7 separate regions of the Mus musculus genome follow, and regions 1, 2, 3, 5, 6 and 7 are each linked to region 4. Evidence: chromatin contacts called from public HiCAR-type and promoter capture Hi-C data. All regions are on one chromosome and are shown on one strand. The core of a region is the stretch at or near the end of the contact, and the rest is flanking DNA. Distances in the headings are between cores, read along the strand shown.

Region 1 (3,481 bases), core at 113-2,612, 1.9 Mb after region 4:
ACCTGACTAGCGAGAGGACTTCAGAGCCAGCAAGGTTAGGGAGCCTCTAGGGAAATGGCCCATACCCTAGAATATTCTCTTGGCCTAGACACTTAAGTTATCTGAGATGAGTTGCCGGTTGTCTAGGGTGACCCTGAAGAAGAAAGGGTTAGGACAGGTATGGTGGCATATGCCTTTAATGCCAGAATTTAGGAGGCAGTGGCAGGTGGATCTCTGTGAGCCTGATCTACACTGTAAGTTCCAGGCTAGACAGAGCTATCTAGTGAGACCCTGCCAAAAAACAAAACAAAAACAAAAACAGGGTGGGAGTGTCAGGTTCCCTGACATTCGGAGCAACCCTGTGGTACTCCAGGGTAGGGCAGCAGTAATGCCCTGGTTTCCACAGACCATCCATCCTGGATCCTCCAGGGCCCAGCAATGGTCTTATGGCCGGAACCCTGGAGGAAAACCTGTCACCAGCTTGCCCCCAGGACTCCAGAGTACACTCTGGCATCTCATCTCCAAAGCCTGACTGAGAGAAAGAAAGTGCAGACTGGGCCTCCACCAAGCCTGGAAGTTGAGAGCAGGGTTTAAGCAGCCTCTGTTCTCTTCTGAGAAAATGTCTGTTATTGCACCCAGTCCTGGCTCCTCAGACACTCCCAAGTGTCCTGGAAGTGCAGGACCATGGCCTGGTGTTCTCTGCAGAATCTGGTCTAGACAATACTAATGAGTGGGGTGAAAGTTCAGTTCCCCAGTACTCGGGTCAGCTTCTGATTTCCAACAACTCTCCTTGCTGGAGAGGCAGAGGGGAACGAGCTACTTCTGAGACAGATGCTCTCTGCCCTGCTGCACTGCTGTTTCTCTTCAGTTGGAGAGGAAATTGTACTTCATAAATAAGAGTAGTCTCGAGGTGGGAAGACCCCGGGTCAGGTGGAAGAGGACAAGGGTCACCTCACAGGTCGCCCAGTTGAGAACAAGTTGTCACTGATACTGAGAACTCTGGCAACTGCAGAGCTCCCCCAAGACCACAGCAGGGCAGTGCAGTGCAAGGAAATGGTTTGCAAATCTAAAGTTTAAAGTAGCCAGGAACTCCAAATTTCTTGCATCAGGTCTGGGAGGGTAGACAGGCCATCGGCGGGCCAGAGAGCCCCAGAGCCACACACTTGGGACGGTGTCCAAACTTGTGAACAAGTGGGCAGAGCGTCCTGCGGTGTAGCTGTCTTTAGCGGGCGACGCAGCCCAGCAAGCTGTGGGTCTCCAAGGTGCCCCTCGACCCCTCCCACTCTACCCGAGAGTCCGGACGTGCATTGGACCAGACAGCAAGAGCTCCGCCCAACAGGGACGAGGACAGGAGGCTCCCGTGGTGCTCCGCGGCCACTTCCGGGCCGGGCGCAGGCGCAGGCGCTGGCTGTCATGTTGCGCGCTCTGAACCGCCTGGCGGCGCGGCCGGAGACTCGGCCCCCGACCCCGCTGCTCCTGCCCGTGCGCGGCCGCAAGACCCGCCATGACCCGCCTGCCAAATCCAAGGTCGGACGGGTGCAGACGCCTCCCGCCGTGGACCCTGCGGAATTCTTCGTGTTGACCGAGCGCTACCGACAGTACCGGGAGACCGTGCGCGCTCTCAGGTGCGTGTGCTTGTGCGTGTGGAGGGCAGACGCCCTTCGGGAAGGGCCGGGGCCGAGGGTGGGTGCTGACTCGAAGCCCGTCCTCCCCAGGCTAGAGTTCACGTTGGAGGTGCGAAGGAAATTGCACGAGGCCCGAGCCGGGGTTCTGGCCGAGCGCAAGGCGCAGCAGGCCATCACGGAGCACCGGGAGCTGATGGCCTGGAACCGGGACGAGAACCGGCGAATGCAGGAGCTACGGTGCGAGAGGCCCGGGACTGGGTGGGCTGGGCTAGGCTCATCTGTGGCCCCGCTCACCCTCGGCGTCTTGCCCCTCGCAGGATAGCGAGGTTGCAGCTGGAAGCACAGGCCCAGGAGGTGCAGAAGGCTGAGGCCCAGGCCCAGAGGGCTCAGGAGGAGCAGGCTTGGGTGCAACTGAAAGAGCAAGAAGTGCTCAAGCTGCAGGTGGGCATGCAGGAGGTCATGGGGAATGTGGACATTGGAGACCCCAGCAAGGGAGGCTGGGGGGGGGGGGGGGGGATGACAGCACTGGGCGTCAAGTGACCAGAGTCTTCAGGAGGCTTCTCCATCAGCGCAGAGGGTATGCCTCGCAGGCAATGGTCAGTAAAAGGTTACAGGCTAGTATTGCCTTGTGAAACTTGAAGTCAGGGAAACCGTAAGTGAGAATGGAGCGCTTTTTAACACGTAAGAGGGATTCATGCACTTGAGAGAGTCCACCCACCTCTAATCAGGTTGTCACGATTTGTTCTTGGGTTGTGGCCGAGAGATCTGATGGGTGATTGTCCAAGGAAGAGCAATATGATGGTCGAGGTCACCTAGTACAGTTGTGCTGGACGATTGGTGGGACACTCAAAGAGACCCTGGGTTCTTTTGACACCCGTGGACTAGAGACAGTGCAGGCAGCCAGCTCTGGGAGAGATCCCACAAAGCCAACCTTTCTCTTCCTGTAGGAGGAGGCAAAAAACTTCATCACTCGGGAGAACCTGGAGGCACGGATAGAAGAAGCGTTGGACTCTCCGAAGAGTTACAACTGGGCCGTCACCAAAGAAGGGCAGGTGGTCAGGAACTGAGCACAGAGACTTCTGGGGGCCCAAATAAGCACAGTGCTTGCCTAGGGTCTGTGTACTGGGATAGGAATTGGTACATCCCAGGAGGATGGCTCAGCCGTTTCCAGAGCAACCTCAGTCACTCCAGGCTCGGCACTCACCACCTGACTGGGAACTCCCAGATGTCCCTGTTCTGGCACCACAGACAAACTCAGGGCAGCATTAAACTCTGGGAAGTTCCTATCGCACAGAGGATCGGACTGGACTGTGTCCCCTCTAGAAGCCAAGCTTGTCTTGTAAGTCTCTTGGAGTCGTGTGAGCCAAATGTTTCCTGCTTTTATAAATAAAGTATTGGAGCCCAGTCTTGCCCATTTACTGGCTATAGTTACAGTGCTAATGAAAGAGGAAAGTAGTTACACCAGATGCTAACTTGCTTGTAAAATCAAAGGCGTTTGTCCCTAATTATTTGAGTCTTTAGGTTTCTAGCCAGAAGCAAGTTTCACCTAACTGAGCTATGAGTTAGGTACCTGCTTTGCTCAATCCTGGGATTTTCTGGCTAGGGTCTGGTGTGTCCAAGATCCAGGAAGCAAAAAGGGTGCCCTGTTTCTCCTGATGGCTCTCCAGCAGTGACTTCTGTAACCAGGCCCTGTCCTGATCTATCATATTTTGAACTACTCAGCAGGTGGTAGACTCCCAAGCTAAACCTGCTTCTTCCAGTCAGTTGCTGCCCTTCTGTGTGTGTAAGTGGTAGCCAGAGGGCAGCCTTGGTGTCATTCTTCAGGACTCTCACCTTGGTCTGATTTAAGTTTGTTTTGGTTTTTTTAGTTTATTTTT
Region 2 (3,409 bases), core at 810-3,309, 2.0 Mb before region 4:
GTAATCTGGAGATATCTTCAGTCTTTCTGCTTTTACTGCATGGCTCAAATTGGGGATTATCTTGCCATTTCTTGTACCTTATGTTTGGTACCCGTTGACCCACACATCTACTTCTTCCTCCATTTACACAGAAACTCATGCAAATGATTTGTGATTTCTAGCAAAATCAGCAGCTGAGATGTTAGTGAAGGAGGAAGAATTCTGTTTGCTAGGAGTGGGACGAGATAGAACCAGAATTACATCAATGCAAATAAAATAACTATAGGTATGGGTTGGAGAGATGGCTCAAGAGCTAAGAGCTCTTGCTGCTCTTCAAGGGGACAAAGGTTCAGCTCCCAGCACCCATGTTGGGTGGTTCACAACTAACATGGCCTCAGAAGGCATCACATGCATAAATACATAAAATTGTTTAAAAAACTGTAGGTGAATATTAAAAAGCAGTATTTGTTAAAAGCGTTTCTGGGACCTCATCTTCAGAGATTAAAAAAAAATATTGTTCTCTGGGAGGGGAAGCACATGGAGATCAAAAGACAACTCGTGTGTGTGTGTGTGTGTGTGTGTGTATACAACTCACGTGTGTGTGAGTATGTGTGTGTGTGGACAACTCACGTGTGTGAGTGAGTGTGCATGAGTGTGTGTGTGTGTGTGTGTGGACAACTCACATGTGTGTATACAACTCATGTGTGTGCGTGAGTGTGTGTGTGTGTGTGTGTTTTCCAGGAATCAAACTCAGATTGCCAAGTTTACCTGGTAAGGACTTCACGCATCTTGTTGGGCTCAGAGAAAATTTTCACTGATACACTCCAATGATGTCTCTCTTCCTTTCAGTCCTACCTCCTTCCAATTGTCAGAGCACCCCAAAATGTTCTCCATGTGTTTTATACTTATTCTCACATTCAGCTCTAAGTTTTTCTTTCCTTACTCAATTCCACAAAGCTGAGCAGAGAAAAAACATTTTCCTAAAATAATCCATCCTCAAAAAAACAATTTCTTCCTTAATTATGAGGGGGAAAAAAAAAACATTTGAGGCTTTTATCCAGTAGTTCCCAGCATTGCACGGTATCAAATCACACCAGTCTTTACTTGTCTAGGGAGAACAAATAGTATATAATTTAGTGTTGATTTTTTAAAGGAGAAATGCAAGATTTTGTTTGTTTGGTTGGTTTGGTTTTTCGAGACAGGGTTTCTCTGTGTAGCCCTGGCTGTCCTGGAACTCACTCTGTAGACCAGGCTGGCCTCGAACTCAGAAATCCGTCTGTCTCTGCCTCCCAAGTGCTGGGACTAAAGGCGTGTGCCACCACCGCCCAGCACAAGAATACCTTTGCATGTAGCTAATTGTAATGGAAACGAAACTAAGGTTTATTTTAAAGGTTGGTAGACTGGATGCTTACTACTCTTTAACGTTTAATGGCAGCCTATCTGCTAAGTATTTTCATTTTATATACTTAGTAGAGCTGTGCTTTTAGATTTGACATGCATTAAAAAGTTGGACTGTCCCAACGGATTTAGTGACCAGGGAAAACAACTCCACTCTTAAGCAATTTTTATGTCCACGAGTAGCCCATCTTTTCTCCACAAGACAACTCTCCAAAGAGTTCAAACCCCAGCTTTGTAAGACTGGTCCTTTTGGAAATGTTGACGGTGTTTGTGCAATGTGTTTTCCAAACACGTCTGTTCTTTAACCAGAGGCTTGGCTTTGGAGAATGTTTATTCCCAAGTTTTAGAAGGTATCAATCCTCTCCCCGTATTTTCCCCCTAATGTCCGATCTGACGGGAAAAATGCACTATTGAGAGGCGCCAAAATATCCTCGATTCCTCCGTGGACAGCTCCAAGTCACAATGTGACACAATCTGAACTGACTTCCACCCGGAAAAGAGACGCGCGAGGACACCGGAAGCGCAGCACGCGCGCTTCCGTCCCGCACCAGCTCAAACTGTCCTTCCGACGCATGCTCAGGCCGGTTCGGCGCTCACCCTTCCGGAGAGGGCCGCCCTGATGTCCCTCCCTACGGGACAGAAAGGCGGAGTTACAGGGTTCACTGGAAGCTCCGCCCTCGCCGTGACGTTTCGAGACGCGACCCGTCGCCACGCAATGCGAATCGGGAAGAGGGGATGAGCTGCGCTGCCGTGCGTCTGAGAGCGAAGGCTCGTTCTCCTTCTGGTGGTGGGCGATGGGCGTCAGGCGAGGAGGCCGGTGTTAGCGGAGCGCGGGCGCTGCGGTGAGTGCGGCCTGGCTCCGGCCCCGGTTCCTGGGGAAGGCGTCCTCCAGCTGCTGGTCATCCGGGAGACGAGCCCTGTCCGCGGAGGGGTGGGACAACCCCAGACAACTGGCTGGTCCAGGGAGGGCCCGACTCTTGGTCGCTCCCGTCCCCCTCCTACGGTGCCCAGCGAGTTTGATGTAGTTTGCCGGTCTCAGAGGGTGGCCTTGACCAGTTCTCCTTTCTGTTGGACACTAGACCCAACTTTGGACTCCTTCCTTTTGCTTCCTTTTTTCTCATTTTGTGCTACCTACAACCCCAGGCCTTAATACGACCATTTGTCATGTTTTCCCTATTCCCCTTTACCCGGGTCACGCATGTTTTCAGTGAAGTACAAAAATTGAGTTAAGTAAACTCACCACACTTAAAACTTCTTCAAAGAGGGCATTTTCTTTTCTTAAAAATGTTTCTTCGTTTGTAGACTTGTGGCACTGACAAGTTCCCTTCACATCTGATGTACCGAGAGAGTTGTCAACCCCAAATCACAATGATATTCCTTTACCCACAAAGCTGCAGACCCTGTTCCTATGTTTTGTTCTTGCTTTCTGCCTATGACCTTGAGTCAGTCATTCAAGAAATATTTACGTGACTCACAGAGGTGTTGCAGAATCTAAGGAGTTTCATATTTATTAAAAAGCTCTAGGGTTTCGGATCAAAACGATGCCTAGCTAAAGGGTGTAATTCTTGGTTGTTCCCCGCCACCACCCACAAGGTCTTACTATGTAAACAGGACTTGTCTCAAACTCACTGAAACCTTCCTCCCTTGGCTCCAGAGATGGATAAAACTGCATCAAGCACCACTCCTGGCAAGGGTATTCTTTTTAAATCTTAGAGTATTCTTAGTTGTGTATATTATCCTACTTCATTAAAAATTCCATGTGTTATTTTTTGGTTTTGGTGGCTTTATTCTCTTTCTTTTTTTCTTACTTTCTTTCTTTTTTTTCTCGAGACAGTTTGTCTGTGCAGCCATAGCTATTATGGAACTCACTCTAAACCACGATTGCCCTTGATCTCAAAGTTCTGCCTGCCTTTGCCTCCCGAGTGCTGCCCACCACTGCCAGGCTCGGTGTATTGTTGGTGGTGGTAGTTTTTGGTTTTTGTTTCTGTTTTAAAGATATCTGCTTTTTTTTTAGTATTTCACTCTTTCTGTT
Region 3 (3,640 bases), core at 1,068-3,567, 1.8 Mb after region 4:
TATAAATATTCATATCTAAAAATTAGGATTGGGTTCTTGGGGGCTAACTAAAACAGAATACTTGCTAAATTTGTATGAGCCCCCAAGGTCTTCATCCCTGCAAAATAAAAGTCAAAAGCAGAGCTGTTGTTGTTTCAAGTTCTTACTTGCACAACTAAAATTAGTATAAAATATCTTCCTCCTTGAGAATTGTACAAGCAGGCCTGTGTCAGTGGTCTGGGATTGGATCAAGTCCTATCTAAGGGTTTGGGTTAGGATTTAAGCTTGGGGCCAAGTATGGAAGAGCTTCTAGATTAAGTTACCCATGGTGGCCATAGAGTAGATGAGGTCAGAGAGCCTGCCTGGTCTTAGTTACAGAACTTCAGCAAATGACCCTCAGAAGATGGGCAGTAAGTAGCCTGGGAAGGTGCTTGGTTTTCATTTATTTCAATTTTCGTATTTCTTGGCTTCATTTTCACCTTGGCACTTTAGTGAACATTCTTGTTAGTCTATTACCCATGTCCACCCCAGAATGTTTGCTCCTGAGAGTTGACATCTCTGACTTACTCTGAGAGGTGTCCAGTGCATGATCTGCATTCAGGACATAGAGAACAACTCATTGCTTCATTTACTAGACAGAAAGGTAGGCAGGGAGGGGAAGTGACTTGGACTTTTGAGGGGAAATGGGGCTCCTTTAATCCTATCCTTCAGCCCTGCTATTCCAGTTCTTACCTGCAGGCACCAATGCAGCAGAGAACAGGGAGCTCCCACTTATCTTTCTCTTGGTTCCTTTTTTTCTATTTTATTTTTCTTCCAAGATGGCTCTTGATTGTGCTAATGGGGTAGGGAGCTCTGAAAAGGACCAGGAGTCATAGGTTAACTGTAAATAAGAAAAATTTCAAAAAAATTAAAAAAACAAAAAACCCCAAAACAAAACAAACAAACAAACAAACAAACAAAAAACCGAAAGAAAGAAAAAGAAAGAAAAGAAAAAAAGTTTGCTGGTAGGGTTTGCTCTAAAGCCAAGAGGCTGCTTTCTTAGCCAAGAACCAGTATTTTTCAGATTTGTTTTGTTCTGTGTTGGTCTTGTTTTGTAAAGTATTGTGTTCTAGTGAAAGACCCAACTTTTCATTTGGTCACTTTTCAATTTGCTGTGTATTTGCATCCCTGATAGACTTTGTACTTTCTAGGAAATGGGCTTCTGGAACTTGTAGGAGGAGCGGACCTCATTGGCAGGAGTCTGACATTTAGGAGACAGGATAGAGGTCTTGTAGACTGTCACTGAGATGGCCCTGAGGAGGGAGATCAAGAGTCACAAATCTTAACTCAAGGAGAGGTTTTTACTACCCAGAGGGAGGAAGTTTAAAGAAGGCCCGCTTCAACGCACATTTGCAGGTCCTGGCTCTGGTCTGCGCACACTTACTTATTCAACAAATAAAGGAAGGGTGTTTGCATAGAGTTCTAACTTGGCGCCCTAGGTCTAGCAGCATCCAAAGTGCTCTAAACTGAGGACTGCTACCTTCCGAAAAAATCGACTTATGGTTCCTAGAAGCTAGATGCACAAAGAACGCTGTTCGCTTCCCTGGTCTCTCTCAGCGCTTTCAATCTTCTCCTGACCACTATGCATGTATCAAGAAGTATCTCCCCGCTCGCTGCGGAGCACCGTGTGCTGTGCTTCCATCCAGCTCTAGAGAATCAGGCCCAGCTTGCACATCTGGAAAGCAAGAGAGATTTCCCTAGGGTTCGGGTGGGGATGATGTGGGCTGGTTTATTTAAGATGACATACTCAGAGCTAGACCGGTCCTAGGTACTAGGCAAATTCTTCTCGCAATTACATCCTTTAAGTGCCTTACAACTAACTCTCTCTCTCTCTCTCTCTCTCTCTCGTGTGTGTGTGTGTGTGTGTGTGTGTGTGACAGAGAGAGAGAGAGAGAGAGAGAGAGAGAGAGAGAGCGAGAGCGCGAGAGAGGCAGAGGCAGAGGCAGAGGCGCGGGGTGTGTTAGAGAGAGGATCACATTTGGAGAAGGATGGAGATGGCTTTCGAGTGCCTGAGTTCACCAGTTGGTGTGGCTTGTGCCTGGTGTCAGTTTCCTCATCTGTAAACAAGGAAAAAAGCCCATGCCCGGGGGCCTAGGACCGTGACTAGGTGGGAGACGTGTGCCAGGGGAGGATAGGGAGCGTCCTGTCCTGTTACCCGGAGACCCCCAGTGCGCCCGGGGAACTCCGCGGCGCAGCGGGGCGCGCAGGGGTGGGGCTCACGGAGGCGGAGACGCCCGCCCGGCGTCAGCGAACCAGCGCCCGCCTCTCAACGGCCAATGACGAAGCGCCTTACAGCCCAGGCCGCGACGGGAGAGAGGCTGCGGCGAGTGAGGCGCTGACAGGGACTCGCGGGGGCATCTTGCACAGACCCCTGGACCACGCCGCCATCGCAGCCTCCAGCCCAGTCCTCTCTCTGCCGCTTCTCCTCGCCATGGAGGCGAGGCCGCCGCCGCCGCCGCGGGGCTTCGAGCAGCGGACCGGGCGGCGGCCCTGAGGGGAGCGGCGGGCCGAGACGCCGCCGCGGTCCTGAGGCGGAGCTGCCGTGCGCGTCCCCCGCGGTCCCGCCCAGCGCCGGGCTCGGTAAGCGTTCGCGCCTGCCGCCGTCGGGAGGGCTCGGGGAGGTGGGGTGGCTCGGCCGCGCGTGGGAGCGGTCCCTGGATCCTATCCTGGAGGAGCGCCTCTGGCTTGTGCATCCTGGCACCGTGGACAGGGGGAGGGGGTCCCGGAAACGTGCGGGACACAGACAGGCTGGAACTTTGCGGACGTCCTCCTCCGGCCCGGGCCAGGGCGCTGCCGTAGTTCATTCTGAAAGAAAAAAACTTTGAGCAGCGAAAATGGGATTTGCTCAGGTCCATTTAATGGGAGGAGATAGGTGGCACACGCAGTGACCATCCCACCTCCCACCTTCCCCTTAAGACCCCTTCCTGGTCCTACTCCCAGGCCCCTCTCTGCCGCCCATTCCCAACTGTTGTGTATGCTTAAGAAGGAAAATATGGACTTAAGCTACCCAGAATTCAAAAGCAGCCACTTGGGAACGCACATCTCCTGTGTTTACTTTCAGTAATTCTTAAAAATTGCCACGGGGGGGGGGGGTTGAGCCCCTAATATTTCCTAAAAATAACAACTACAGAGGCAGAGATGATCCTGTCTATTAGAGGGTTTTGTTGTTGATAGTGATGATATTTGTAGGACAAGCAAAAAAATGTTCCAAACCCTCTTGGACAGAGTGTGATGTCGGCCGAAGCCCTTGGCTAGGATAGGGAATTTCTGTTGAAAACCAGCCTCATGTCCCCGGCTATGGCACCACTTGTTACCTGCTAACTCTTGAAGCAGCCAGAGAACCAAAAGATGGTGGATGAGGAAAGACTGGGACAGGATGAACATCTTTCTGTCTGGATACTCCTTTCGAAAACGTAGATCAGACGCTGTCATTTGTGTGCTTAAAAACTCCTTCACTTTCCTTCCTCTGTGAATGAGATGGAGGAAAACCCAGATGCCTTACCGTTCCCTACAAGGCTCTTGGCAGTCCTTCCTGAACTTAATCTTTGATGGTTACCTCAGTCCTCTCATTCTCCTTTCTCTTCCACGCTGTGTTTAGCCATTCGGAGCGGCTCGGCCACCC
Region 4 (3,213 bases), core at 686-3,185:
GACAATCCATTTCCTCTGTCCAAATCTATGAATCTAATAAAATGGCCAGTGCTTCATTCCTACTGCATTGGTAGTAGCCTATAAAACAGTACTGTACAAGGGAGGCCCCATTAACAAAGACAGATTTGCGGCTGGAAAGTTGGCTCAGTGCTTAAGAGCACTTGTTGCTCTTGCAGAGGACCAGTGTTAAATTCACAGTACCCAACTGGTAGCTCACAAGTATCTGCAACTACATTCTAGGAGACCCAACACCCTCTTCAGACCTCCATGGGTACCCCAGCATACACATGAATGCAGTCAAAACACCCATACACATAAAACTAAAGTAATTAACCAGAAAGAAAAAAAGTCACATTTGTGTTGAACATGGTAGCACACACCTTTAATTCTATCTAGCACATGGAAGTCAGAGCAGATAGATCTCTGTGAGTTTGAGGCCAGTCTGGTTTACATAGTGAATTCCATTCCAGCTAGGGCTAAATAGTTAGACCTTGCCTTTAAAAGAAAAAAAAAAAGTGAGATTTAAGCAAGTCCTAGTGGCACACACGTGCAGTTCTAGCTACTAAGAAGGCTGGAATATTTGCACAACCAGGAATTCAAGTCCAGCCTAGGTAGCATAGCAAGACCCTGTCTGTCCTACGTAGATTTCTATTGTTGTGATGACCAAAAGCTACTTGGGAATTTATTTCAGCTTACAGTTGAAATGCATCATGAAGGAAAGTCAGAACAGGAATTCGAGGCAGGAACCTGGAGGCCAGAACTTAAGCACAAACCATAGAGGAACTGCTTACTGGCTTGCTCAGCTTGCTTTCTTATGCATCCCTGAATGACCTACCCGGGAATGGCACCATCCACAGTAAACTGGGCTCTTTCACATCAAGCACCAATCAAGGGTCTGTTTAATCCAGCGCTTCTGGTTTGATGTCCTCCTGCAGGGCTAGAGATGCAAGGAGCTTATTGTATCACAGTGCGTATGGGTCTGTCCTCAGTTTCAGTAATAAATACTTTAAATTTATCAGGGTGGTTTACTCTGGGCTCTAATGTGATCTTATCTCCAAAGAAAAACAAATCATTCTATTTCCTTTAAGAAAGCCTCATACGCCTTCCGTTTCTTTGAGATTCACAATCTGATGCCGTGGTTTGGGCCTCCCACCCTTTCCTGTAACAGCACTTTCTTCCATCCCTGTTTCAAACTCTTTCCTTACAGGATTCGGCTTAGTTCTCCCCGAGCTAACCTCTGGGGTGGAGGTTGCAAGATCTTGACGCCAGGGTCCGCTCTTGCACTCCGTTTCAGTAGCCAGGGGGAGGACCTGGCAAGCAGGGTGTGCTGCCACGGCGGCCACAGCCTCTGGAATGCAGCTGCTAGGACCTCTTATGCCAGTAGAGCCTGAACTGCAGAATCGCTGCCCCTCCAAAGCAGCTGGACCCACTAACCTTTAAAGGTCTTGGAGTTGCATCCGTCGCTCTCCACTAAATTCGGCCTCTACCCTTTCCAATCCCTTCTACCTACCCATACAGAGTGAGATTCCTCTGATGTAACCAAGTAGCCAGAGATCATCCTCCCGATTATTTTCTTTCTTAGCCCCCTCCCCTTCCTCTCCGTCTCTCGGTCCTTTTAGCTCAAGATGGTGGCCCTCCTTAGCTCTGTTCCATCTCCTCCAGCACCTCCCTTCCAGATTTCCTACACACTCAAGCCAGGGGTTAACCTGCTGGAGTTGACCCAAGTTCCATTCTGCCCCGCCCCTCCACCCTCCCTAGGGCTTGTCCTTGGATCCTCCCCTTCCCGCCCCCTCCTCCAGTTCCATCCTTCTTTGCTCTCTTTGCCCTTCCCCCTTCCCGCCCCTGTCCACTCCAACCTGCTGGCCCCTCCCGGGCCTGAGCCCTGGGCCCGCCTCTTCTAACTTAGGACTCCTGCGATCCCCAACTCCGCACTGCCACTCTGGCGCCTGCTGCCCGGGCGGCCGGGACTGAGGCGCTTCGCACGCGCCCTCGGCGACTGGCGAGTTTGGGACGTTGGTGGATACGTGCATCTGTCCGGAGAGAACTGCCAGATCCGCGGCCCCGCGATGGTTCTGGCCCCACTGCTACTGGGGCTGCTGCTGCTACCCGCGCTCTGGAGTGGAGGTGAGTGCAGGTTGCAGGGTCTCCGGGAGCTGCTACTCATTCCAGCGAGCCGTAGAGGGTTATGGGGGCTCCCTAGCCGGGTCTTGGGGTGCACGTCTTAGTAGAACCGATGGGAACCGAGAGCTTCCCATTACCACAGAGAAAGACCTCAAGCCCGGTTGGGCGCTCTGGGAGCAGCGAAGTTTGAGCCTTTAAGAAATGCAACTCAGGTCTGGCGTGGCATGCACCAAGAACTTTACCCTCAACACTGTCTAGCCTTGCCGAGCTTTGGCGGGGTTTCTGCGAATCATAGACCGAGGATTCCAAGGTAATTCCACGCCGTGAACCAATAAGTAGCTGCAAAAGTTGGATGTCACCGTTAGCGCGTGGCGTTGCTTGGAGGCTAGGTGTCCCGCCAGGGAAAGACTAGTTCTGGCTTCTCCCCTGGGCTCTGCTGAACATTGTGTTAGCCCTCCTTTGTAGGGACAGCCTGTCTGTGAGTGTAAGAAGCCTGCAAAAAGCCGAGGGGGACGATACGGTCCTTTCACTATTATTACTGTGGAGCGGAATCTTTTTTGTTTGGGTAGCACAAACAAGTGCTCAGACCACAAGTGCTCTCACAAGCGGTTCAATTTGACATGCTGGATTGATTAGCGCAAACAAGTATGGCAGGTTCCTCCAACAGATGACACTGAGGCACTTTGTAAAGAAGCTGCTGGGGGGAAAACAAAACAAGGTTTTTCCAAAAAGAAATAGACGCAGGAGGGGTTGGAAGACTACTATAAGCAAGCACATTTCAGGTATTGTTCCTTCAGGTATTGCTCCTGCCCTAAAAGATCTGTTTCTATTCGGAGTGTAATTTTGTCTCTTTGATCTTGAATCTGGTAGACTAAAGTTTGTCTTTTAAGGAAAGTTTGGTTTATGGTTTAGCTACAAACCTCATTTTTCCTCTCAAAGTTCATTTGCTCAAATGAGCTTTTTTTTCTTTTCTTTCCTTTTCTTTTCTTTTTCTTTTTTAAACAATTCTTTCCTTGCACATTAAATTACATAAGCAATTTGTAGTTTGAGGCAACGTGACAATTTGCAACAAACATCAACAGCCAAAAAACG
Region 5 (3,209 bases), core at 268-2,767, 2.0 Mb after region 4:
TACAGCTAATTGCACTGAACCAAGATGAAGGAAGTGACGCCCAATAGAACAGGGATTGAGTTAAGAAATGCTGACTTCAAGGACCAAAGCCCAGGCCCAAGACTCCAGTCCTACCACTAAATGTCCTTCCTCCACTGGCTTCATGCTCCTTGTGTGTCTCTAGCTTGGGAGACTTCCGAACGCCTTTAATCCAGCCCTCCCCCAGGCTGGGCCCTCTTACCTGGAATAACAGTTTGACCCACATTCTCATCCCCGTCTTCCCAGGCCACTCGCTGGGCTCGACGCTGGGCCTGTAGACGGCTGCCCAAGTCCCTCCGACGCCGGGGTCTGCTTCCAGTTCTCTGTTCTTCAGACTCCTGGGGCAAAGAGCGGCCTACCTGGCCTGCTCCTGCCCTCTCTTCCTCATTGTGCAGTGGTTCTCCGTCAGCTTTTGGGAGGGAGGAATCATAACACTGTCAAGCAGCCCATCTTCAAGAGAGTGAAGCACAGGATCTTGGGAGTCTCATCCCCCTGCTGAACCACCTCAGACTATTGCTGCCCACAGCACCAAGTCCCAACTTAGGTTTGTCAAGGCCTTTTTTGTACGCACACTTTGGCCTGATGCTCACTTCTCATTTCCTACCTCCTTTGATATCTTCATCTTGAACAGGCGACCTGTGAGGATACTCTCACCCTGAGGTTTACAGATCTCGCTCCATGCCCGCTGCAAGATTACATTTACTTCTTGCTATGTTATGATTTTATAGGGTACGCCAACCAGAGACTACATGTCACAGTCGAGGCTGAATCGTCCCTCCCTGGAAGACTTGTTGGCAATCAGCTTTACCTCAGCTTCTGTCTCTTCTGCCCGTGGGACACAGAGGTGCTCTGAGGTGGCTTATGGGGTCAGGCATCAGAGAGATATATAGAAACTCCTACACTTACGTGAAATGTTAGTAAGGGGGACTGTCAGGTTGTCAGTGCCAGGCCACTTCTAACCCTGGTGGAGGCGAGGCAAAGCAGCATGGGTGCCCTCTTTGGCGGGAGATGCATTCAGTTTCCTAAGGCTGCTTAGCCCTCCTACTCCTAGTAAGCGGAACACACTGGGCAGGATTAGAAAACCGGCAGCCTCTCCTATTGGTGCAGAGTAGAAAGGCAGGCTTGGTTCCTAGGTTGCATCCCCAGCTCTGGGCTCCGCGCTAATTCCGAGTGTGTCCTAAGGCGCGTGCGCAAAGCTCGGGCCAGCGCACAAGCTCCTCGTAAGCACAGGAAAGCTCGTCAGTGCATGCGCACGAGTCGAGGGCCTACCAAAGCCCAGGAACTCTGAAAAACGGATTCCTCCAGCCCTGGGACGGCGGCACCTCCTACCTGCTGCCGCCCGACCCCGGCTGCGAGTCAGGAAGAGGATCAGGCCGATGAGCAAAACTGCCGCCACCAGATACACCCAGGGCCCCACCATGACGACAGACAGCCGGGCAGCGCAGCCAGCGCGCCTGCGGGATCCGGATCGCCAGGCCCCGCCCACTACCGTCCGCCCTGCCCAGCCGCTCGCTGAGCTCCGCCCCCACCCTGGGCTTGACCTGGGCCTCAGTTAACTGAAGAGTCCCTGATGCCACATTTGCTTGCCATCCCAGTGCTCGGGAAGTGGAGACTCGGAGACCAACATTTCAAGGTCGTCTCTGGCTATATGGCAACATGGAGGTCGTCTGCATTTAATGACGCTGACTGCTCTTCCAGTGGGCCAGGGTTCAGTTCGCAGCACCCACATAGTGGCTTACAACCTTCTATTACTTCAATTCCAGGGGACCCAAAACCCTCTTCAGACCCTCTCGAGTGTCAGGCACGCAGGTTATACACAGATATGCATACCTGCGAAACACTCATACACGTCAAATAAGTGTTTAAGAAAAAAAGAAAGAAAAAGGAAGAAAATAGTGGGGCGAGTAAGTAGGGGACTAAGCTGGGGTTGTAGATTAGTAGTAGAGCACTCATGGCCAAGGCCCTTAGTTTAATTTGGAGCACTGAAAAATGCAACGTGTGTACGAATATCTTATTAATACTGCAAGTTAGGCATCCATTGTATTACTTTCTGTAAATGTGGAATGTTTTGTAATTTGTTTCTCAATGTTGATAAACCTAAGGCCTTCCAGGCGTCAGGCAAGCGCTGTTACGGTAAGCTTTATCTCTAGCACCTACGTTCTTTCCGTATATTTGGAGATTTAGATCCATGTTCGGCTGAAGGTTGAGGCTTTGCTGGAATTTTATCGCAGCTGCCCCCCACCTTTAGTTGTTTGGTTTTGTTCTGAGACAGGGTATCTGGTAGCCTAGGCTGGCCTTGGACTTGGTGTATAGTAGATGGTGACTTTAAACTGATCCTTTGCTTCTGCCTCATAAGTGCCTGGATTATATGGGAGTACAGGTGTGCACCCTGATGTCCAGACGCTCCTCCATCTTTTGAGGATGGGTTGTTTTGTTTTAGTTCTTTGAGCTCTCATTATATGGCCCTGCCTGGCCTAGAACTCAATATGTACACAAGGCTGGCCACAAACTTAGAGGGATCTGCTTGCCTCTTCCTTGGTTATAATTAAAGGCATGTGGCACCACAGACCTGCCTGGCTCCTGAATTATTATTATTTTTTTTCCGAGACAGGGTTTCTCTGTGTAGCCCTGGCTGTCCTGGAACTCACTCTGTAGACCAGGCTGACCTCGAACTCAGAAATCCACCTGCCTCTGCCTCCCAAGTGCTGGGATTAAAGGCGTGTGCCACCACACCTGGCTGGCTTCTTAACAAATGTTATTTTATATGTGATATATATATATATATATATATGTATATTAATTACCTGGCCTATATATGTAATATATATGCTTATATGTGATTATATATATATATAAAATCTAGTACCTGTTCTCTCTCTCTCTCTCTCTCTCTATATATATATATATACATATATATATATATATATATATATATATATATATATTTGTGTGTGTTTGTGACTTCTTGGATGTTAAATGCCTCAGCTTCTCTCTCTCTCTCTCTCTCTCTCTCTCTAACCTTTGCTTTAAAAACCTCTACTTCTCCACTTTTCTGAGGATTCCCTTTAACTTCATGAAAGAGAGAGACAAGTGACATGCAGGAAGGGCCATGTTACTCAGCCCAGCCTTTCCCAGCCAACTCTAATGAACCACAGGTCCTCAAAAAATAACACCATCGAGGGGCAGTGAAG
Region 6 (3,498 bases), core at 536-3,035, 1.8 Mb before region 4:
TTTGTTTTCTTGAGACAAGATTTCTCTCTGTAGGCTGTCCTGGAACTCTCTGTAGACCAAACCGGCTCCAAACTCAAGAGATCCACAGACCTCAGCTTCCTGAGTGCCCAAAAAATGTGGGTTTATCAAGAGTAGATGTATTACTGTGCTAAATATTGATTTACCTTGAGAAAAATTAGTGGAGCTATGGTATAAGTACGTAAACATTATTTCGTATTAATCATCTTAAGTTCCCTGAAATGAGTTAAGCTTGACAGCTAAGCTAGAGGGCCGAGACATTTACATATCCTGTGAGTTTTCTTTGGACCTAAATGACACTTGTCTGGTTATTCAGTTCCTGCTTTAAAGATACAAAGTAAAGCTACTGTGCTGTCATTCTCTCCTCAAAATACTTTTTGAATGGGTTCTCTCCGAATGCTGTCCAGCAAAGTTCCTAGAACGCCAAAGGCTACCTTAAAAAAAAAAAAAAAAAAAAAACTGTTTGGGGCTTAAACCTTCTCCATGACCTTTTCAAGCCCAGAGTGACAAAGCAGTCTTTCAGAGAAGTGATGGTTTTTAAGTAATAACTACATACACAGTTTACACAACAGTGTGCAAACAATACCGATACAAATTTCCCAACATCAAATGTCAGAAAAGAAAGTGAACAGAAACAAAATCTAAAACACTGAGAGTTAGCTTCTTGGTCACACATTGGAGCTCAAATTACTTTGATCCCGAATTTTAAAACATTATTTCAGCAAATATGGGTATGTGAGCGCATATTTGTTATTTTTTTCTCAACCAGACTTTGACCCTTTTAGACGTCAAACTATTCAAACCTCTCATTTCCCCTTTAAAGGTATTTTAAAGTATACCTATATGAAAACAAAAGCATAATACAAATCCCATAGTATAATCACATGTACCTTACATAGAAGGCACTATCTGGGAGTGAAAGGAAAGTATATAGATATTCATATGGCTATAGAGAGAAATGTATGTGAGCGCAGTCAACAAAAGAGCAGGCCAGAACGCTAACACCTGGAACCCTGTTCACACCGGCCCCTCCATCCGCCTTTTTCTAGGCAAAAGGCAGCAGTAAGATTGGGCTACACAGAGAAGCACAGAAGTGAATTCTTTGAATTAAGAAGAAAAGATGCCAGCACAGTGAAAAATTATAGAGAGGGCTCCAGGACCAAGGAGGAGGAAGCTCCCCACCCACTCCTACCCCCGCCCGCGGGTTTCTCCCAGGGGTTGGGCATTTCGCTGGATTTCGGGGGCTGGGGGCGGGTGAGGAATGCTGGGACTCAAGGACGAAGGCAGTTAACCGGGCCCGGGCAGTGGGAGAATGGGAAGCCAGGGTAGAAGGAGAGGAAGGGGGAGGTAGGGAAGGAGGAGGGATGAGGGAAATCCGGAGGAGGTTAGAGGGAAAGGAAGGGATGGAGGGGGAGGGGGAGGAAGCGGGAGGAAGGGGAGGGAAAAGCGGAGGGGAGGGGAGGGGAGTGCGGCTCTCACCAGTCCGAGCAGGCAGCTCCAGAGCAGGGCAGCCGCGGGAGCGTGCAGCGAGTGCAGCAGCCCCATCCCACGGGCGGGCAGCTAGGCTCAGGCTGCGCTGGCGGCACCCGGACCTCTAGGGTGCAGCCCCGACTTCCTCTTCCGGTCCCTCCCGCGAAACGCTAGGCCGGGACTCTGTGGGTACTGTCAGCTCCTGGCAGAGCCGTTTTAGCTGCGTAAATCCTGGGTTCTCGTTCGGTTCCCCCTAACTGCGGCCGCCGCCCATTCCAAGCCACTGGAGCTTCGGGTTTCAGTTTCCTTTCTGGCCTCTGCCACGTAGCCTCGGGGCGATCTTCGTAAATACGGAACCCAGACGAGGCTCCTCTCCACACTTGGCAGCACAAATCAAAACTCTTCCTCTGCTGCTAAGTTTACGTCACCTCACCCTGTTTTCTCTGTCCTTGGTTTCTCTACTTTCCCACCCGTTAAGATCCACAGACCCTCCAGGCGGGCAGTCTCTGGGGAATACACTCTTGGTGTTCCCTTATCACTTACTTAACACTTCCTCCCTAAAGAGGGTTTCCTAGTACACTTCATCTTAAGTACCCCTTAATTCACTTTCATGCTATGATTTATTTGTAACCTTCATAGCTTTTTTTTTCTTTTTGTTATTTATTTATTTATTTATTTATTGCTGTTGTTGTTCTTGCTTTCTTTGGAAACATCCTCGACTAGTACTGAACTCACTTTGAAGATGATGGCCTAGAACTCAGAGATCTTCCTGTATCATAGGCATAAGTCACCATGCCTGAGGTTTTGGGGGTCCCTCCCCCCATTTTCTTATACTCATCTATGTATCTCCCATGCTGCTATCCAGTTAATGGAAGGATCCCTCTTTGCTCTGTTGACTGCTGTGTCCTTACACACAGAATATCCAGTGTATACTAGGTTGTCAAATATTTGTTGGATGACTATTTAATACCAAACACTGAATAGGACAGTGTTCCTGTTATCCTAAAGGAGGGACACAGCAAGGACTACAGATGTGTGAGCAAACACTGTTACAAAGCAACCTTTCACAAGGAACTCCACAAGGATCCAAGGGAGGTAAAAATAGGGCACCAGGAAGAGAAAAAAAAAAAAAAAAAAAAAAAAAAAACACCAGCCCTAGCTGAGTATAACTGACTATTACCTTCTGTGCAAGTTAATTTCAGCTAGGCAAAGAGGAAGGAAGCATTAGTCTGAAAGCCAAGGGAGGCAACTACAGAACTACAGAACTACAGAACTGGACCTTGGCTGAAGTTAGGAGAGGGGGAGAGTGAGAAGAGGCAGAGGGTGAAATAGTTGCACAGCTTGGAACTTGAGACTTCCTCATTGGCATCTTCCTGGGGGAATTCCTGAAGGAAGCTCTCCCACAGTTCTGCGTGGGTTTTTTCTGTAGTTGTCTGTCCCCTGGCTTCCCCCTCTGGTCCAGTTTCAATCTATTTGTAACCCTACCAGCTGTAAGAACCCCCTAGACAGAAACTGCCTGTCAAGCATTGTTGCATTTACTCTCAGCCACTTTTAGAATCCTTCTAGGACACTGATGTTTAAGCTAATCTCCCCTTTCCACTGGGATCCTAGATACTTGCTCATCTGATGAGAGCAATATATCTGGATTTTAAAAACATTTCCAGATTTAATATACAGCCAAGCTTAAAAACCTTTCATTATTTAGTGTTTCAGAGTGCTGGCCTGGACCACGGCTCCTGACTGCAGTTTCAGCATCACCATCCAAACCTATTGAATCCGAGAATCAGAGAATGAGCATTCCAGAGACCTCATACTGCTACCTCAGTTTAGCTCAAATAAATCTTACTCCTGACCTTCTAAGTTGTCTCAGGGGAACATTTATACTCTTAAGAGCTTCTTGTTGGATGAGAATTCCTAAAATAGGACACGAAAAAAGGAAAAACTATACAACAATAAAATCAAATTCACTTCACCAAAATAAAAACCTCTGTTCTTTGGAAGATATGTTTT
Region 7 (3,511 bases), core at 477-2,976, 2.0 Mb after region 4:
GCCCGGGAATACTGAGCCACAGGAGAAAACTGTAAGCGGCACTGGTAGCCTAATCTGCCCTCCCAAGACCTCCGCACCCCTGGTTGCTTGCCTTTGGCCAGTCTCATCAGCTGCCTACTCAGCAAGCCACACGGCCTTCGGACAGGTGGGAGCTAACCACCCCAGCAATGGGCTATGGACAAGTGGCTCTGCCTGGGGTTCATTGATGGGTACACAGGCTGAGTTCCCCAGATTTTCTAGATACACACCTGAGAAGTATTCACCGGAGTCCTGACAGTGTTCATTCTGTGACATGGCCCAAGGACAGTTTTCTACAAAAGAAGCCAAAGAATAGTCACCAATCCTGTGGACCAGCCCTGGACAGCCTTAGTTCACCCCATGCCTGATGATTCCTCATCCTTCCTAGGAACACATGCAAGCCCACTTGCATGAGAGAGGTGGGGGTCAAAGTACTATGTAGGGGAGCCTGCAGTGTCTGGGATGACCATCCTTACTGTAAGGTATTAAATCCCTTAGTCTGCCTAGTATGGACTTCCTATGCGTGCCAGGGAAGTGAAGAGTACTTCCTCAGGTCATGTCATCACTAAATTATCATCAGTACTCGGCTCATTAATCCAAGCGTCTCTGACTGAGCCCCATCCAGTTCTGGAGGAAGACAACTGGAAATCGCCTCCTCCCTGGATCCAGCCCAGCCTCGCCCAGCACTTTGAGGTGGGGGTGAGCCTCTCCTCAGATCTGCCCTGGTTGCCAAGGGCCACACATGCCCATCTCAGACGCAGTTCTTCCCATCTCTTCAATGGCCTAGGGGTCACCCAGGGGACCGACCCAGCAACTGCCTCTATCCCAGGGTTGTACCGTGTCCTGCGATGCCGGAAAGAAGGGGTAGAGTGGGTGTGCAGTACACAGAGATTGGAGGTACTATCCGAGATGTTTGTGCAAAGAAGGACGCACGGGAGGATGGGCCTGTACGAGAAAAAGATGTAGTCCATGTTTGCAGCCACTGAGAGTGAGTAGATGGGCAGGATTTGGAGGCACTTGGGGCGGTAGCTAAGGGGAACAGACCACACCCACGTGCAGGTGAGTGGCCGGATACACCCAGCTCTGATGAATCGTAACTCTAGGCGGCGGAACGCAATCCGGTGCTGAGGACACCAAAGCGCCACCCTGCCCATTTCGGAGCTCCCAACCCTCCCCTCCGCCGGCTACGTTACATCTTTCCTTCAGTTGCTGAGGGTGTGTGTGTCAAGACCGCGAACGCAGAACAAACACGGACAGGATGCCCACGGTGTCCCAGGCCGCCCCTTGCCCCGCGCGCGCGCACTGACATTCGGAACTCTTTTGGTCGAACCCCTCCGGAGGCGCAAAGCCGGCACAGCCTCTCGCCCACCCAGGCCTGAGAGGCCGGCGCTGGCATACACGCCTGGCGTGGCCATGGCCCGGGCTTCTCAATCAGGACTCCGTGGTTCTGGGCCGGCTCGCAGCTGGAGCCGGCGACACTCCTGCGAGCCGCGCCGCGCTCCTAACCGTGCGGCGTGAGGCTGCTTCCAGCCAAAGTCGCGCCCTCACCCGCGAGGTCTGTTCTGGATCCTCGGCGGCTCGCGTGCGCAGGCCTGAGAGTCGTGGGGTGCCGGCCTGGGAGGGACTACGAAGTTTCAGAGCAGTGCAGGGACACTCACTGGAGCCCGGAGGGAAGGGGCGCGCCTGTTTTAAAAGCTTGGAGGAACTCCGCCCCCACCTTAGCTGTACGCCACTGACTGCCACACCCTCGGGCTGCCGAATCGCCCCCAACCCTCCCTTGCCGCGCCCCTTTGCCCTCGCCACGCCCCCGACCGCCAGGGCGGTCCCCAACCCCCGCCTACGCCGCTTTCTGCACTTGCCCGTGGGCTAGCGCCCTAAGCCGCCCACGCTCCCGCGTGTTCACCCGCTGGCGCCCGCTCTCGGTTCCGCATCCCTCTCCCAGGTTAGGAAGTGGCCGGGTCTCTGGAGAGCGGCTTGCGGTGAGTTCTGATAAGTGCGTTGAGCACCTCTTTCCTTAACCCCAACCCAACCTTCGGTGGCTTCCCAGTGATTCTACAGACCTTGAGCTTCCTATTGTCCCTGGGGCACACACTTAAGTAAAGTACTATTCTCCAGCCACTCCTTCCCACTCCGTGATAGCTTCCACACAGTTCCTTTCACTGTTGCTCAAGCGTGTTAGGGGGTGGGTGAGTTGGAAAGGCATTTGGAGTGTTGCGGGAATTTGCATATAAATAGGCATGGTGAGCCAAGTTGGCATTCGGATTGAAGGTACGGAGGGTCCTGAAGTCTCCCCTACACACACACACACACACACACACACACACACACACACAGACGCGCGCGCTCGTTATTCCAGGATCCCTCCCATCTCTAAGAACCGTGATGACTCAGGGATAGCCGCACGCTGCCTTTGTTGGGGTAAGCAGGCCCTGGGAGGAGGCTACATGCCATGTTGTTCACTTAGCTCTTAGGAACTCCTCTCAGTATCTTCTCCTTAGAATCCTAGCCCTAAACCCGGCAGTTGTGGCGCACGCCTTTAATCCCAACACTTGGGAGGCAGAGGCAGATGGATTTTTTGAGTTTGAGGCCAGCCTGGTCTACAAAGTGAGTTCCAGGACAGCCAGGGCTACACAGAGAAACCCTGTCTCGAACACTCCCCTTCCCCCCAAAAAAAAGACTCCTAGCTCTATCCAGGCTGGTGGTGTTGCAGGGTGGGGGTTCAGGAAAGCTGAAGAGCCTGGCAGAATGGCTGACTCAGGGTCGGGATCCCTCTTCCACCCCAGTCTCTCATGTTATGTCTTTTGCATAGCTTCCTAGCAGCACCCCAATACTTGGTTGGTCCAAACCCTTCCAGTTCCAGAAAATCTCTGGAGACTTAAGGAACAATTTCCCCAACCTCTCCTTATTAGGAGGAGAAAGGAGCCAGGAGTACCCACTCCCACCCCCACCCCAGTCTGTAGACTCCTGCACCACTGTCTCAGAGGACCGAAGTGTGACCTTTCCCCCTTCAGCCCTTTTGGCAGTGTTTAAGGAATGGTTTCCTTCGTTTTCCCACCCGCCCTGTGCTGTGCAGGCCAGAGGCTGAAAGGGCAAACCGACACTGAAGCCCTTCTCCTGCCTTTGCTACATTGGGTGATGACATGAGCAGGCAGGCTAGGGACCCCACCTATGCACATACCTCCCCTCCCCTTCCAGGTAGTGTCTAATGACTTTCCATGTACCTTTAAGCTCTGCCTACCCCTTGCCATGTCTTTCTTTTAGAATCTGGGGTGAGAAGCAACCGTTTAGTATCTCATTAAAAAAATGAAATAAAACAAGGCAGATGTGGCAGCACATGCTTTTAATCCCAGCACTCTGGGGGCAGAAGCAGGCAGATCTCTCCAAGTTTGAGGCCAGCCAGATCTACAGAGCAAGTTCTAGGCCAGCCAGAGCTACTTTGTGAGACCTTTTCTCAAAAGCAAAACTAACCAACCAAACACACACACACACACAC

What was found. Promoter capture Hi-C pulls out the DNA fragments that hold promoters and counts their contacts. HiCAR-type assays count read pairs that join an accessible place to other places. Capture Hi-C pulls out chosen DNA fragments and counts their contacts.
Region 1: a contact with region 4 is called in a promoter capture Hi-C map of liver, with 4 times the contacts expected there. The contact joins the promoter of 4930473A02Rik here to the promoter of Mertk in region 4. A contact is called at or near these places in 2 of 39 promoter capture datasets (both in liver).
Region 2: a HiCAR-type map of astrocytes shows a contact between it and region 4, with 4 times the contacts expected there. The contact joins the promoter of Usp8 here to the promoter of Mertk in region 4. A contact is called at or near these places in 3 of 39 promoter capture datasets (liver and pre-B cells) and 1 of 115 datasets of contacts at active chromatin or transcription factors (astrocytes).
Region 3: a promoter capture Hi-C map of liver shows a contact between it and region 4, with 7 times the contacts expected there. The contact joins the promoter of Ptpra here to the promoter of Mertk in region 4. A contact is called at or near these places in 2 of 39 promoter capture datasets (both in liver).
Region 5: a promoter capture Hi-C map of adipose tissue shows a contact between it and region 4, with 3 times the contacts expected there. The contact joins the promoter of Ddrgk1 here to the promoter of Mertk in region 4. A contact is called at or near these places in 1 of 39 promoter capture datasets (liver) and 1 of 9 other capture datasets (adipose tissue).
Region 6: a promoter capture Hi-C map of liver shows a contact between it and region 4, with 4 times the contacts expected there. The contact joins the promoter of Sppl2a here to the promoter of Mertk in region 4. A contact is called at or near these places in 2 of 39 promoter capture datasets (both in liver).
Region 7: a contact with region 4 is called in a promoter capture Hi-C map of liver, with 10 times the contacts expected there. The contact joins the promoter of Slc4a11 here to the promoter of Mertk in region 4. A contact is called at or near these places in 2 of 39 promoter capture datasets (both in liver).

Annotation. Positions count from the first base shown.
Region 1 is chr2:130,562,387-130,565,867 of GRCm38.p6, forward strand. It overlaps 4930473A02Rik (RIKEN cDNA 4930473A02 gene), which reads right to left and starts at 1,363. Exons shown (of 9, transcript NR_040348.1): 1 at 1,268-1,363. It overlaps Mrps26 (mitochondrial ribosomal protein S26), which reads left to right and starts at 1,371. Exons shown (of 4, transcript NM_207207.1): 1 at 1,371-1,604; 2 at 1,695-1,841; 3 at 1,922-2,045; 4 at 2,552-3,008. The coding sequence starts at 1,393. The coding sequence ends at 2,671.
Region 2 is chr2:126,705,269-126,708,677 of GRCm38.p6, forward strand. Usp8 (ubiquitin specific peptidase 8) reads left to right here and starts at 2,060. Exons shown (of 19, transcript NM_019729.3): 1 at 2,060-2,219.
Region 3 is chr2:130,447,961-130,451,600 of GRCm38.p6, forward strand. Ptpra (protein tyrosine phosphatase, receptor type, A) reads left to right here and starts at 2,318. Exons shown (of 21, transcript NM_001163688.1): 1 at 2,318-2,598. Gm52562 (predicted gene, 52562) reads right to left here and starts at 3,610. Exons shown (of 3, transcript NR_165481.1): 1 at 3,575-3,610; 2 at 3,333-3,484; 3 at 1-2,823.
Region 4 is chr2:128,696,980-128,700,192 of GRCm38.p6, forward strand. Mertk (MER proto-oncogene tyrosine kinase) reads left to right here and starts at 1,936. Exons shown (of 19, transcript NM_008587.2): 1 at 1,936-2,124. The coding sequence starts at 2,067. It overlaps Gm39931 (a long non-coding RNA gene), which reads right to left and starts at 1,523. Exons shown (of 5, transcript XR_001783466.2): 1 at 1,435-1,523; 2 at 836-937.
Region 5 is chr2:130,663,128-130,666,336 of GRCm38.p6, forward strand. It overlaps Ddrgk1 (DDRGK domain containing 1), which reads right to left and starts at 1,518. Exons shown (of 9, transcript NM_029832.2): 1 at 1,348-1,518; 2 at 221-427. The coding sequence starts at 1,438. It also overlaps a transcript of Itpa not described here.
Region 6 is chr2:126,931,450-126,934,947 of GRCm38.p6, forward strand. Sppl2a (signal peptide peptidase like 2A) reads right to left here and starts at 1,786. Exons shown (of 15, transcript NM_023220.2): 1 at 1,498-1,786. The coding sequence starts at 1,563.
Region 7 is chr2:130,695,793-130,699,303 of GRCm38.p6, forward strand. Slc4a11 (solute carrier family 4, sodium bicarbonate transporter-like, member 11) reads right to left here and starts at 1,727. Exons shown (of 21, transcript NM_001081162.1): 1 at 1,567-1,727; 2 at 856-963; 3 at 249-311. The coding sequence starts at 294.